Linked DNA regions of Arachis hypogaea: region 1 is linked to region 2. Evidence: chromatin contacts called from public Hi-C data. All regions are on one chromosome and are shown on one strand. Each heading gives the region's core, a stretch centred on a gene start, on an enhancer-like site or on the middle of the called end of the contact. The rest is flanking DNA. Distances are from core to core; before and after follow the strand shown.

What was found. A called contact is a pair of places that touch in the nucleus more often than the background predicts.
Region 1: a Hi-C map of leaf shows a contact between it and region 2, with 2.5 times the contacts expected there. The contact joins the promoter of LOC112751728 here to the enhancer-like site in region 2. A contact is called at or near these places in 4 of 8 Hi-C or Micro-C datasets (leaf and an unstated tissue).

What each region holds. Positions count from the first base shown.
Region 1 is chr15:157,345,769-157,348,468 of arahy.Tifrunner.gnm2.J5K5, forward strand. LOC112751728 (BAG family molecular chaperone regulator 2) reads right to left here and starts at 1,261. Exons shown (of 5, transcript XM_025800954.3): 1 at 900-1,261; 2 at 249-748; 3 at 1-107. The coding sequence starts at 480.
Region 2 is chr15:157,279,827-157,282,526 of arahy.Tifrunner.gnm2.J5K5, forward strand. No RefSeq gene overlaps it. Among protein-coding and RNA genes, the nearest start is that of LOC112749414, 12 kb to the left of the region's middle. Within about 2 kb of position 1,430, at least 3 of the 3 cell types and tissues checked have open chromatin away from gene starts, as enhancers often do.

The sequences.
Region 1 (2,700 bases), core at 11-2,510, 66 kb after region 2:
AACCATGTCAAGGAAAGCCTTTGAATCCCTCTCCTTGTCCTTATAAAACAGCTTCTGATCTTGGTGATGTAAACCAGTTGATCCTGAAAGCATTTTCTTCAATTCCCCTGCCACCACCAACAACAAAAAACACACAATGAATTTTCAAAACTAGTTTGTAGATCAATGTATTTGGTAACAATTGTACTATCAAAATTCAAAATAACAGATACTTATTGAAGGAAATAGAGAATGATAAAGAGAGTTACCAAATGTAGCTTGAGAATTAATGTTGACTTCATGGTAAATTGAATTGTACTTGACTCTAACTCTAATTGTCGGTGGAGGAACTGAGTTCCGATCCGAGTCAGCAGTTCGCATCTGAACAAGCATTCCACCTGGCCTCATCTCCCACTCCTTGGAACCAGCCTCACCACCATTGCTCACCATTAATCCATTTGTCTTGTTGCTGTTACTCTCACCATTCCTCATCCTCATCATCTTTCTCACTATTCTCTCTTTTTTTGGTGTCTGGTTAATCAATGAATCCAAACAAAGCAAGAAACAAAGCAAGATAAGGTTATTGCTGTTGTTCTTTTTAGATCTCAGAGAAGAAGAAGTGAGATTCTTCTTCAGTTCACAGTTCAGAACCCGTGAAACAAATTATATAACTCAGCGACACAATTCACAGCAAAGAGCTGATAGAACATGTCTCAGAACCCAACTCTGACCCCAGCATTCCACCAAAGTCCAACTCCGACAAACACGCCTACAGCGAAAGAGAGAGAGAGATAAAGACACAAAAAAACAACAAAAGGTTTCAGCTTCAATATATATATAGAGAGAGAACAAAGATAAAGTTGCAGATTTTTTATTCTTTTTTCAGTTATGAATGGCTTATAAGGAAGAACAGCACCAACCCATTAATCACTGAAGCTCAAAGCAAAGATCTTTACACACAAAAATGTGGTTCATCAAACTTCAGAGTCATGGGAATTTTCCACCATAATATGAACTAAGAACATAAGAGAGAGAAAGAGAGAGAGAGAGAGAACAAGCTTTATTTTTTTTCCCTCCTCCTTAAATCAATGGCAAGTTGAAAACAATTGCAATGAGGAGGAATTGATTCTTCCTGGAGAAATTGAAGGGAGAGAGAGAGAGAGGAAAGAAAAAAATTGTAAAAAAAAAAGAAAGAAAAATGTTGTTGAATAAAAAAACGAGTGGCCAGCTAAGTATGCTGGCACCTTGTGACCTTCTTATATATACTAACATTGAATTATTTAATTCATATAATTTTACTTTTTTTTTTTAATGATTGCACTTGGAATATCGTGTAATTTAACGGGATCAATTATTCTTTTTGTTTTTGTTATTGTTATGGAACATCTAATGAAAGTAATGGTTGGTTCGGTCAAATTTTTTTTAAAGCTGTTTGTAATTTTAAAAAATATAAATTATTTTGTATTTGATAAATTAAAAAAGTTATCTATTTGTGTTTAATATGAGTATTTTTAGAATTATTTATAAAGATGTGGAAACTCAGGTGCAGTCGACTTCACGTGAAGTTGATATTGAGAGTTGTTAGATGATTTGACTGATTTAACTAAATTTTTATCTAACTGTTCTCAGATATCAACTTCACCTGAATTTTTACCTTATAAAGATATTTTAAAATTAGTTTATATATTAATAAATATATCTATTTACTTGTACTTTTTTACAGATTCTATAACTTATTGTAAGTCATTTTTATTTTAATTTATTAAATATAACTATCATAATTTTAAAAAGTAAAAAATTTATAAGACCAAACCTAAACAGTAAACATGTCAACTGACCAAATTGAAATTAAAAGTAATAAGTTTTCTTCCAAGTTTTTAACTTTTTTAATTAAAAGTAATAACTTTTTTCTACATCTCTGATCTCTTTACTATTTATAATTTTCTCCTAATCCTAATAATTAAAAGTTAACTAGCATGTACTTCAATTGACATGGAGTTGGATTAACTTAATTATAGGTATTATTCAAATATTATATATATAATATATTATTTTTGTCGTCCAAATAAAATTCGAAAAAATAATCGAAATAGTCTATCATAAATTCCTTCTAGATTTGAATAGAATTACATCTAGTAAAAAAAGATAAAAAAAAGTAAGCAGTAATTATTGCACAAAGTAATGACTAGAAAATAAGAGTTTGATAATAATAAAAAAGATCATAAAAAAAATACAAAAAATTACGTAAAGAAATATGAATATTTAATATTTAATTAAGGTATTAAAATATTTAATTTTTGAGAATTTAGTTCATAATTTCATAATCAACGTGAACGCTTTGAAGAGAAAAAAAATAAATGAAAGAAAAAATGTTGGGTCGTCGCCAAGAGTAAGAGAATCAAAGAGAGAAAGCCGCCAATTCCAAAGCTTCAGAAAATGGTTAAAAATCCGACAGAGTAAACTGAAGTATGTTTGAGAGTTTTTGAGCTTTTGATTCATCATAACAATGGGCACGTGCCACTGCAGGGGCAGTTAGGGAATTTAGAGTAGGCTAATCATATCTAATTATAGGTACAATGGACACGTGTCGTCTTATAATAGGGTTGTCTTTGGTGGTTATTTTGATGAGGGAGTAGTTGAACAGTGAAGTGTTAAACCGCCAAAGTTTCTTATTGGTCACACGTGTGCTTCTAAAATCACCAACTGAGGTTAATTTTTCAA
Region 2 (2,700 bases), core at 180-2,679:
ATTGCTCCTATTTTTCAACATTGCTTTTATTGATTTTATAACCTCATCAATGAATGACAAAACTCTGTTCAAACCTGCAGAGTTGAATGGTAAAATAGTGTAGCAAGTACCATATGAGAGGGGGCTCTGAAAAGAGAGAAAGAGAAAGGGATGAAAAGCTTTCTTATCTTTTTTATTACTATTATTCATATATATACAAGAATATTAGATACTCTAATCCTAATAGACATACTCTATTTAATCATTTATATACATCAGAGTACCTCAAGTGTACCTAAGAAGTACCTAATTAATAAAATAAAATACTATTTAATATATAACCTCAATTACAATAGACAAATTTAAATTCCACCACTGAAGACTAAGCATGTGGCATTTTATTCTCCATGGTTCATAAGCTCTTCTTACTTTATCTTGGCTTCTAAAGTTCAAAATGAAAGACATGAAATATGTACTAATGATTATCAAGCAAGATCTCCCCGCATCTAAAAGATGGTCTTTCGTACTGTAGTCATGTTGAGTAATTTTTTTGTGAATACTCTCCCGATCAGTTTCTAATTAACAGCAGCTTCCTATTGAAATGGGGCTCATCAAAGTGGACAACATCTTTCCCCATGCCTTCAATACCTTCCATGATTCTTCCTAAAAGGATGATTCATTGTAATAATTGTTAGCACTTTCTTTTTACAGGATGATGAACTTGTAGTGTTTACGAGAAATATAAATTTAGTGTATTAATGAGATCACCAGCTTCGCTTATCGAAAAAGTTAAACTCCATTGCTGGAGAAAAGGTTGATTTTGATAAGCATCTCATCTAAATACTCTCCATTGAAAAAGGGCTAGTTTATTTTGGGCTGATAAATTCTATGGGTCTTATTCACCAAAAAAGTAGTATGGGCCATGGCCCTAAGGTATACTGAAGAAAGCCAACAGAAAAAGTTTGTTAGTGAGTCAGAACAGTCATTCAAGTCTTAGTCCCCCAAGACCAAAAACCAAAAAAATAACTTAGACTAAACAAAAGAAGAAGAAGCAATTCATATACATCACCAAAAAAAAAAAAATCGTATTACTTTTACAATTTTAATTAAAATACGAAGTCAATTTCTACTTGGTTTGGTTTTCAATTTTTCATGTTGTTCCTATAAATAACCATAAATGAGGCAATATTCGGCAAGAAAATGCAGCAACTAAAATCAATATCATATGCAAACTCAACATTTTAAATAGAGATATATTTGTGTATATATATATATATTGAACGAAGCTGAAGTAGAATAAAAGAATAAAACACAGAGAACATAGAAGCAGGTGTAGCTGACGCATCTTCATCAAAGGTGTCACGGAAAAGGGAACACCAAAGTGGGAGGACACAAAATTTCTACCGTACGATTGAGCACACGTGTCGCCATCGTGGTGCAGGGTCCGTGTTTCCCAACTACCAGTAAGCATATACGGCTATGTTCACACGTGTCGAATTTCAGTTCATGGATACCCTTGTCCTCCTCAAATCATCATACATCATACATGCATTACAGGCAAATAAATTTTCTTACTTTTTTTTTATTTATTTTATAAAATATAATCTTATACCGTATAAATTCTTTTTTATATTTTTTTCATTTAAATTTTATATGATATAAATTATATTTTATAAAATCAATTTACAAAAATAATTATAATATATATACATTAAAAATCAATTATCAACTAATAATTACTTATTTATAGTATAAAATATACATTAAAAAATATAAAATAATATTTAAAAAAATTGAAAATAAAAAGAATTCATTTCCAACTACGAATTACGGACTCATTTGTGTGTATTTCTCGACCAATTCCGTTACGTTACCAACAATATTTCTGCCAACTTCTGCCAACTCTTGTTTATGATGGTGTTTAACGAAAGTGTCTTTACAGATGTGTCTAATAAAAATGTCTTTCTTATAACTGTGTTTAATGGAAGTGTCTTTTTATATATTTTATGAATGTGTCTCCTTATACATGTATTTAAAATATGATAAATTATTGTTGACAATAAGTTGGCAGATAATATATTGGTACCCTATACTTTTCCTTTCTCGACGTGCCCAGTCTTTTATTTTTCAACATCACTATTAAAAAGCTCTAGCGATAGAAAATAAGAAAAAAAATTTTCATGTTGAATCCGCCTATGGCATGCATATATACTTGTTTACTAGATTTATGTTCAATGATTAGTGCTCTATACTGCCATTGTTAAATCTGTTATGCCTTGTGATCAATTCTTGTATCCATTCTTGAGTCCTGTATATATAAGCAGCATATCAATTAGGCATGAGTAGAACTTTTGCATTCAACATTTCAGTAATGATTCCAATCACTTCCTTCTTTTCATTTAGCATTCTGTTTCTTTCACTCTATAGCACAAATTAAACATTTCCTCTCTAAGCAATAATAGTTGCGTTATCGTGCAGAAAAATACAAATGTTTGAACAAAAGTTGTGTTCGATTCGAGTTTTAACATGCTTATATAACATATTTTTTCAACTATAGTACTAATACCTTTGTTGTCTAATAATGTATATATATATATTATAAATAAATTTAGTTTTAATATATAAGATGAAAAAAAACAAAAATACTTATGCAAAAATTTACGTTTCAACAAAATAAAAAAATTATTAATGAATAAAAAATTTATAAGATATAATTATTTA